Regions from separate parts of the Mus musculus genome. Here region 1 is linked to region 2. The links are chromatin contacts, called in public HiChIP or PLAC-seq maps. All regions are on one chromosome and are shown on one strand. Each heading gives the region's core, a stretch centred on a gene start, on an enhancer-like site or on the middle of the called end of the contact. The rest is flanking DNA. Distances are from core to core; before and after follow the strand shown. Region 1 holds the start of Bnip1 (BCL2/adenovirus E1B interacting protein 1). Region 2 holds the start of Cramp1l (cramped chromatin regulator homolog 1).

What was found. HiChIP or PLAC-seq counts read pairs in DNA pulled down with a chosen protein or histone mark.
Region 1: a contact with region 2 is called in an H3K27ac HiChIP or PLAC-seq map of microglia, with 6 times the contacts expected there. The contact joins the promoter of Bnip1 here to the promoter of Cramp1l in region 2. A contact is called at or near these places in 1 of 39 promoter capture datasets (liver) and 1 of 115 datasets of contacts at active chromatin or transcription factors (microglia).

What each region holds. Positions count from the first base shown.
Region 1 is chr17:26,777,695-26,782,792 of GRCm38.p6, reverse strand. It overlaps Bnip1 (BCL2/adenovirus E1B interacting protein 1), which reads right to left and starts at 1,714. Exons shown (of 6, transcript NM_172149.5): 1 at 1,617-1,714. The coding sequence starts at 1,700.
Region 2 is chr17:25,013,593-25,018,342 of GRCm38.p6, reverse strand. Cramp1l (cramped chromatin regulator homolog 1) reads left to right here and starts at 3,113. Exons shown (of 21, transcript NM_020608.3): 1 at 3,113-3,216; 2 at 4,318-4,655. The coding sequence starts at 4,319. It overlaps Ift140 (intraflagellar transport 140), which reads right to left and starts at 2,257. Exons shown (of 30, transcript NM_134126.3): 1 at 1,439-2,257.

The DNA.
Region 1 (5,098 bases), core at 465-2,964, 1.8 Mb before region 2:
AACTGAGAATTTGCTTCTGGAAAGAAAGTCAGAATTATGAGAGCCAAATTTTAGAGCAGGTTCTAGACTTAAGCTACATATATTCAAATCCTGCGTATAGCAATTTATTAGTGCAGTCTTGGAAAACTTCAGTTCTCTGTGCCTCCATTTCTTCACCTTACCTACGTCAAGATGGTATTTCTCTGTGTAGAACACTTAGCAGAATAGCTGGAACACTGAAAGAATACAATGTATGGGGCTATGCTTACTCACTAGTAACCATAAGAACCCAAAACACATATGTCACCAGAGGCCTACCTAACAGGAAACTATGATAATATGAAGTATTATGATGCTATTACATAATTTTATATTATGATATAATATGAAAACCCAACTTTTCAAATTTTGGATATAAGGGTTTTTTTGTTTTGTTTTTTTGAAGACTCTATGTAGTACAGGCTGGCCTCAAATGCATGATGGTCCTGCTTATGCCTCCCAAGTGCTAGAGCCACTACCCTAGCAACTCTGTGTTATGTATGTATATGTATTTACATGTGCATTCTGAGGACTGAAACTAGAGCCTTGCACATGGCTAAACTTTAACTCTACTCTGAGCTAAATTTACCCCCAGCCTCTGGTAATCTCACTTGTATAAATCTTGTTTATTTTTCTAGAATTGGCCCATTTTTTTTGTTTGCACATCTCAGGAGTAAAGTTTGCGGCGTTTCTTTACCTGTTCTCTAGCTTACTCACAAAATCAACACTTCCTCACAGCACAGGATAAACTGCTAATGTGGCAGAGTGTACATCTGGCTTACCAGAGAGCACTACTCTCCATGCTCCTTTTTATAGGGGCTAGTAAAGCCAAGCTTACCCCAACAGCTAGGCACAGCCCATTTATGCAGCACTGGGGATGGCGAACCCAGTGCTGGGCAAAGTCCTCACCAGCGGAGTCACACCCCTACCCTTTCCTTATTTGCTGTCACAGCTTGTATTCTGAGCCGGTTGGGTTCTTTTTGCCAAACTCTGGAGCCATTTCTACATTCCCTGTTCTTGCTTGTGTTCCTGCACTACTGTCTCCTACTTAAGACCTGCTTCCAGATAAGCGCCTCATTTTCCAGTCTGTTTCCGGGTAGGGAAGCTCTAAAATGATTTTCCTAGGCTGGCTTTCCCCATCCAGGTCCTAATACTGGCACTGCCTGCCTTCTGACCCAGGATCTTGCACAATATTTGAATTCTTTGTTCAAAAAATTACAACCACGTCCCAGGTTAACTTAGTTAGCTTCGGGCAGGGACTGTCGGGCCAGGTGGCTTTGGGTGCCTCAGGGTCCCTAACTTAGGGAAGTGGGCGTGGGAGGCGAGCAGGGCGAGGGGTGGGGCGGGGCTACAGCCGAGAATGCGGGTGGGCGGGCTAGCCCAGCACGGCTGCAGTCCAAGGAAAGGGAGCGGCGTGTTAGGGTAACTCAGGGGTGGGCAAACCAACAGTTCACAAAAGAAAAGCCTGAAGGTCAGTGATCTCGGGGAACCGACCGAATGGTGCCTTAGGAGCCATCCTGGAACCGGACCAGGCGCGAATATTCTGGAAGATGTCAAGGCGGCCATCGAGAGCCGGACAGGAGCCTAAGAATTTGTACCTGGATAAGCGCCTTCACCTCTAGGTCGAATTTGACAATCTCTTGGTTACAGATCCGGACGTGGACATCCTGGGGAGCCGCCATGTTGGAAATGCGGCTACGGCGAGCGGCAGCAGCCAAGCTTGAACGCGTTCACGTGGCTCCTGCCCGCCTTTCCGTACTTCTTCAAATGTGATGCTGCGGGAGACCCCGTGTGGATCAAACCAGGTCAAGAGTCCAGACCTGAAACTTTTCTTGTCACGTAGAACACGCACAGCTTCTCTGGTCTGCTCCTACTAAACGGAAAAGTGGAATGTGATTATGAAGAACCATTAGAGTTGGGGTGGGGGGGAGGGGAAAATACAACTCAGGTGATGATAGGCTGGCATGCCACATGGCCTTCAGGTTTGTTCCCAGTACTAGAGATACAACAACAACCCGCTATTCTAGTGACCTTTTGGATGGAAAAAAAAAAAGGATCAATTCGGATGTCACCAAAGTTACATTTTTTTTCTTTAAAATTTAAAGCAAAATGTATACAGTAGGTATGCATTATGGAGGAAGACACAAAACTTGTAAAGGTGCAGACTTAAATACAGGTCACTGGGGCACCTCCATTAGTACAACCATGATCCTGCATTGTTGTCCTTACACATTTCTATGGCTCTGGTCCTGCCCTTTGTGTAGAATTGGATTCCAAGTATCTCATAGGAGTAGTTCTGACTGTGTGGTGTGATAGAAACAATGTCAGTGCAAACCTCAAAGAAGGGTAGTGTTTTTTAAAATTATTATTTCTTAAGCCCTCAACACCACTGGACACTTTTCCCCCACCCTCCGGGATTCTCCAGGCTCTGTCGTCTTGGATATGGGTTCCCTCTTTTTAAAATGTTTTTCTCAAACTGCACACACAGCCCCCAGTCTCCACGCCTACCTGTCCCAAAGCACCCTGTACCACCCACTTCCTAAAAGGTGCTCAGTAGCTGGCTGCAAGTATCAAAGGCCTGGATTCCAGGCTTGTAATCAGTTTCCTCAGTAGCATCACTCCTAAGTTAGGTCACCTAGAGGATGGAATGAGGTGTTGATAATGTAGCATTGAACTCAGTGCTCACTAGTTGCTATACATGTACTGTTAAGAAACACTCTGGGAGTTACTTCCCTACGTGCGGCCATTTTCTATGAAATGCTTCTGCCCAGCAGCTGCACTTGATTTGTTAGGCTATAGAAGTGGAAGGAAGAGGGGGTGGAGGACGATGACAGAACACACGGGACAGGTGAAAGGCCCTAAGTATTTTCTTTGCTTTTCTGAGGCAGGGTCTCACAGAGCCCAAGCTGGTTCCCAGCTACCTATGTAGCCAAGGATGACCTAGAACTGCTGGAATTACAGGCACTGATTAACACCGCAGCTACTAGACATGCATTTTAGCTCCACACAAGCTTTCCTATATCCTTTTTATCTGGGTGTGGTAGCATATGACTTTATCCCAGCACTCAAGGGGTAGAGGCAGGGAGATCCCCATGAGTTCCAAGCCAGCCAGGACTGTGGTGTGAAGCCTGTTTCGTCATACTGGTTATATCAGTTTACACTGCATGAGCAAAACTGTGGAAATGCCTATTTCCTTATAGCCCTACCAGCTTGGTGTGCTGACACTGGTGTTATCATTTTGTCTCTTTTTCAAAAAAACTCCTTTCTTTTGCATCTCTCATAATGAATGAGACTGAGATTAGTATTCACATGAGCTGCAGAATTTGTAGACTCTGACTTTGCTGATGGTGCTTTTTTGCCTTAAAGAGGATTTAAATTTCCATAATTTTGCATAGCATTGGGAGATCTTCATGACTCTGGACTTGGGTCTATGTTAAAAAGTCCTTCCTCTTCTACAAGGATCAGCGTGTCTGTCTACTGCTTATTCTTTAAAAACCCACTTGTATGCTTAGCCATTTTGAAATATATGTGGTTCACAGTGTGAGACGCAGAACCAGCTTCACACTTTCTAGGTTACTTAGTGGCTTCAACACTAAAGGGCCCCCCGTTTGTTTCACTTCGGTTCTGGATGCCACATTGACCATCCTGTTTTTCTGTGTATTCCAGACTACTTTCAAACTCTACTCTACTTGCCCGTCTACTCACGCTCTGAATGTTTCTATACAGAGACTTCTGTATGATAGAGGATTGAATACTTGATTTATCCTCTTCCAACTACAACATATTTCCCACCTATTTTTCTCTCACTACTTTAACATATTCTTGGTTTGTTTGTTAAGATGGGAGTCACATTCTCAATGTGACTCAGTGCCAGTAACTCCTAAGTTGTTGACAGGTCCTGCTCTGGAATCCAGTGTGTGTTTTCATTCAAGTTTCTTCTGTATTCTCCATAGTACACTTTTCTTTCAATTTAGTACATTTTCTGTTCTTTAATTCAAGCACTATTTTAAGATGAAAAACTTTTAAAAGAACTAGGTTGCCATTCAAATCACTGCAATGTTCTGGGTAAAGCTCCCCACTGAAGACACTGGAGAAAACCCACAGTCAGCCCTGGACAAATTGTTCTCATGTGTTTGGATCCTAGCCCATCATCCTTCTTGGGGAAATTTCTACGCAATCAGCTGTGTCTGCAGCAGTCAAAGCAAGGAGCTCCCCATCTCTCTTCTTTCCAAGCCATTTTGTTCCAGTAAGACAACCCTAAGCTGGAGGCTGTCTTGAAGGAGCAGTCACATACCCCCTGCACCAGCCCTGAATCCCTTCTAATCTTGCTCCTTTTGTTCAGTATCTGTCTCTGAACTCCTCTACACTGACTAGCTTCAGATCTTTGACTTTCACATTTTAAACAGCTTGCTTTCCTCTGCATGGGCATTCTTTCAAATACTGGCCTGGCAAACCTGAGGTAAATATGAATTATCCTCAGAACGCCTCAGGCAGATTAGAGTATGAACTGAACTGTATTACCCTTGCCTGGATATAGGGCTTGTCCTATCATCTGAGTGCTGTCGACTCTTCTGTAGAAGGGACAAGGCCACCACCCTCACTGGGCCTGATAGTAGCTGAGGCTCTTATTAAGACAACTAGCAAGGTTTAGGGGTGCCACCTCCATATGTAAGGACGTCTACTACCTTCTAATTCTAAATCTTTCAGCTGAATTGGGACAGAACTTCTCAATATTTTTCTTTCAAATTCTTCATCGCACTGTTGCTTAAGAATTCACCAGTTAAAATGTATTGTGGTACATGCCTTTAATCCCAGCACTTGGGAGGCAGAAGCAGGCAGATCTCTGTGAGTCTGAGGCCAGCTTGGTCAACAAAGCAAATTGAAGGACGGACAGCCAGAACTGTTACACAGAGAACCTGATCCCCCACCCCCCAAAAAAGAACAAAGGAATTCAGGAACTCACTAGTTGATGTATCTCACTGATGATATCATGGAAGACCTAGTTTACCTAGCTCCTAAGAATACCCAACACTTTGAGAAGAGCCCTTGTAAAGAGTGGTCTTCAAACTTAAGTCCTGAA
Region 2 (4,750 bases), core at 1,864-4,363:
TCAACTTCATGGAAACCAAAAAGCCCAAGAACGTCTTCTAGCTACGACTTAGTAGAGGACAGTCAGGACCACCAAGCGACAGTGATGGGGGAGAGGCTGCATTTAATTTGTTGCATGGGCTGGAAAGATGGCTTTGTGGTTAGGAGAGTCTTCCAGATACATGAGCTCAGTTCCCAGCACTCACATCAGGCAGCTTCCTCTGGGATCTGATGCCCCACTGGCCTCGCCTGTACATATACACATTAAAAGTAAGCCAGCTATGGTGGCACAAGCTTTCAATTCCAGCTCAGAAGAAGCAGAGGTCCCTATGTGTTTGAGGCAAATATGGTCTACTACAGTGAGTTCCAGGCAGCCAAAGATACATAGTGAGATCTTGCCTCAAAATAAGAAAAATCTTTTCTTTTTTTTTTTTTAAAAAGGGCAACATGTCAACTTCAGTATGTCCATTTTATACAATGTTCTAACTATTCATTCTTTCTTTCGCTTGTGCTTAAGGTTTTTTTTTTTTTCATTCATTTGTTTTGTTTTTTCAAGGCAGGGTTTCTCTATGTAGCCCTGGCTGTCCTAGAACTTGCTTTGTAGACCAGGCTGGCCTCAAATTCACAAATATCTGCCTGCCTCTGCCTCCCAAGTCCTGGGATTAAACGTATGAGGCACTTCTGAGCACAGCACTTATGCTTTAAAATGAGAATTAGCCAAATAATTAAAAAGATATTAAGTCAACTTTAGGAAGCTGATGCTCACACACACACACAAAAGTTATTTAAAAATCTGTTAATGTCCTTAGATCAGGAACAAGTTTCAAGTATGTAGGCCATAAAACAAGAAAAGGCCAATTTCACTTTTTCCAGTCAACTGATCCTCATTTTTATACTGAGTATTTTTATATTCAATTATTTTCAGAGGTGAGTGCCTCCATCATGCCAACTCTTAGGAAAGCAGGTCAAATTCATTATGCCCAAGGAGTCATACTAACAAGTAGGCTTAAAGACAAGATACTCCTTTTAGAGTCTCTTGTTCAACAAGAGGATGGGTTCTAAAGTAGCCTTTCGGGATAGTGACCAATGATGTAAAGTTTAGCTCTCTGGGCCAGAATAAGATCACTAGCTGCATCATGTAGACATTACTGAAGGACAGTGTAGTTCAAGGTGGTCCATTCAGGTCATGTTATCTTTACAAGCCACCCAAAGATTAACCAAGCAGAGGATTTTGGCTTTTTTGTCTTCCCCCAGCTTCATACTAAATGCATTGGGGGGCGGGGGGGACTCACGCCGCAACTCAAAAGTCCAGCAGGGGGCTCTAGGATTGTGCAGAGAGACAATGTGAAGCCAGCACACAGAGAGGAACCGAGAGGGTCCTGGCAGGTCATCTCTAGGTCCCAGGTCGATCCCATCCCACCTCTTGCCACTCCCCGGTCCAGCCCCAGACCCCTCTGCACCTTAGGTATAGGAATCTAACTTCGCCAGATTCCCTGTGCCTCCGTGTTGCCCGGACAACGCCGGTAAAGAAAGCGGAAGCAGTCGAGGGACAGCCGCGCCTCCGATGCCTCCCGAAACGACCACTGGTGACTTGCGGCGGAAAGAACCGAAAACAGTCGGTACCTCCCGGCGCAGCTCTGAGTCTTAGGCCCACTTTAGGACCAGTTTGGGTTTTCCGCTGATGGGTGGGCCAGATCTATTTGCTACTCGGGGCAAGCTGCGTCAAGGCTCCTAATACTTTTCTCCCCGAGTTCATCCTGCCTACCCCACGCAGGCCATCAGTCGGCACCTCGCGGAGCTTAGTTGCATTGCATCGGATGGGGAGGCGCGGCTCGAGAGCTTCTCTGGAACGTTCTGAGTACCGGACACCGCCCCGGCGCGTGGCGCGTTGATGCCTCGAGAGACCGCTGCAAGCGGTACTCAGCAGAGGCTTGCAGCAGCTAGGCACAGGGTTCCCTGGGTGACCGTGTGCACTTTAGCCAGTGTTAGCCAACGGCGAGTGTCGCTGAAGAGCAGGCGCAGTAGCACGGTCCACGCCAATGAGCCAAGGGGATAACCAGAGGCGGGGACCTCCTGCAAACTGGGATACTTTTTTCAAACGCCACATGCATAAGCATTAGAGTTTTAAAAACACATTTCCTTATCGCTTCGAATAGGAAAAGTGTTAGTGGACTATGCTACGATACATTTATGGTCTTAAACCTGTTTTCAAAGTGCAAAGTCCCCACCCGAGTTCCCGCGCGCTTCAAGACGCCCCGCTGAGGCGGTGATTTCTTCTCACGCATCCGTCAACATAGTCTCAGCCAATCACAGCCAGCACGCTGATCCTATTGGCTGTCGGTTGGCCAATCGGAAAAGACGCATGATCCGCAAGGGCGCGAGGTTGCCGTCACAACACGCCCCACGTTGCGGGCCCGCCCCTGTACATCGTGCGGGCGCGCGCACGTAACGCCTGCTGACCAATGGCAGCCTAGCTGGTTGGGCGCGCCCGCAGAAAAGCTGGACGTGCTCGTCTTTTTTGCGGGACGTTCGCCCCTCCCCGCTCCGGCGCCGACTTCAGGTCCCCGGCGGCCGCCGTAGCCGGAACTGTTTAGAGCGCGGCGTCCCGGGTGTGGGAGGGCGAGTGGCGGCTGCACCGGTGCCGTCAGCCCTGTTAGCCGCGCGCCAGTCCACGGAGAGGTCTTGCGAAGGGGAACAGTGCTTGGTGACCGCGCCTGACACCTGACCACCAGCCCGGCGTCGCGGCTTCGCCGCAGCCGGAGCTGCCGGGCCCGGTCGGTTCTGCGGAGGCCCGGGATCCGGGAGCCAGGCTGCCGGGAAGCGTGGATGAAAAAGGTGACCGTAGGCTGCACTTGGGAGCCTTCGGGATCCGCGGAGGGGCCGCGGTATTCGTGGGCTGCGCCGCGTGCAGCCAGCGGTCAGCTCCTCAGGAAGGTGCGAGCTTCTCCCACCCGAAATGGGACAAAGGGTGTGGAGCCGGGACGAGGCCCACAGTGCCCGCGCCTCCCACGGTCAGGAAGTGACGGGTTTCGGTGACGGACTCCTATGGAGTCCACCGCCTCTGGGGAACGACCGGAATGTGCCTGGGGACAGGGCCCAGCGCGCCGGCGAGTGGGTCCTGTTGGATTGATGCATTTTGCTTGGTGCTGTTGGCAGTGCTGGTTCTGGGAATGGGTTTCGCTCCCTAGCACAATGACAGGGTTTTGGGAACCGTGGTGAGGGGGTTAAAAGTGAATAGGTTCGAAGTCTTGTGCCATAAAATCATTTAGCGTGGGGTTGTGTCTTGTGTGGTTCTGTGCCAGGGTTTTCTTAAGGTAGTATTTGAAAGATCAGTGCCAAACAGGAAAATTGCACACCGTTTTTGGCAGCACCATTTTATGGTGTTACTTCGAGTTTTACATCTCTGTCTTTACCTTCAGTCTGTTTCTTTGTTATCATTGGTACCTTGCTCTGTCTGCTTTTCTTTTTAAGTGGAATGTTTTCAACAGTTATGTTGGACCTAGCGTCTGCTAAAGAACGGAGTGTTTCTCTGTCCTGCTTCATCATGTACACAGCCTGTCTTAAGATGTTGGAATGTACCTGAACTTTAGTTTATTCTGAGTATAATTTCTCCTAGCTACAGATAATTATTATTTTGCTTATCGATATCTTATGACAGTGGTAGAAGTTAAAGCAAGAATTTTGTTGTTTCCAGAATTGTTTACATAGTTCAGTTCCTATTCTTAAGATCCGACTGGAACATAACAGTGTTTGCTGTCACTTTTCCGGTGTTCTCTAACCTGTTCTATGCAACAGGCTTTGTTGAATGAGAGGTGTAGTCGGGCCATCTCCCTCCTGGGAAGGTTTCCGGAGTGCAGAGTCTCTCTCTTGCATGCCAGCTTTGGAGGGAGCGGCAGTTTTGGCCTATGGAGCACTAGGGGCTCGGAGGGCAGCGCGGGCCGTTGCAATAGGCAGGTGCGCGGCTTGATCGCGCGTGGCTCGGGAGCAGAGGGGAGGCACGGGCAGTGCGGGGAGCGAGGCGGGATCAAGCTGGGGGCCATGAGCTGCGGCTCCTTGGGTTAGGTGGTGGCGGGACGGCGGTACTGCGGGACCCAAAGCGCAGAGGCCAGGTCATGCTGCCGTGCCTTCCGTGGCTCCGGGCTGTGTTGGTCTACCTGGGTTAGGGGCATCCAAGGGCGGGGCGGGGTCCCGGTCCGGTCGGGCTCAGCACTCTGTGGGCCCTCGGGCGGGCGGCGGGCGGCGGGCGGCGCTGGAACAAACAACGGCCGCCATGTTGGGAGGCCGGCGGTAAACTTCTGCCTGCCGCCCGCCTCACCGCTCCTCGTCTCTCTCGCCGCAGGATGACAGTGAAGTTGGGCGACGCCGGCAGCGGGGAGGAAGGGCTCAAGAAGCTGGGCAAGCGGACGGCCGATGAGGAGTCGCTGGACGGAGAGGGGCCCGGCGGCGCGGACGCGGCGGACAGCAGCAGCACAAAGAGGGACGGGCAGACCCCTCGGGCCTCCGGAGCCCCCGCGCCACCCAGAGGGCTGCCGACCCCGTCTCCACCGCAGGGCAGCCCCCAGGACCAGCACCATTTCCTAAGGTCCAGCGTGCGACCCCAGAGCAAGAGGCCCAGGAAGGACGCACCCTGTGCTTTGGGCAGTGGTGGTGCCAGCGGTTCCGGGCCGCGAGGAAAAGGTAGGGACCTATCCTGTGGCGTCTGACAAGACCTCCTCGGGTGGCACTTGCAGGGGCACGTGCCCCCTTCCATTCCTTGGAGGCTGTTGCTTTCC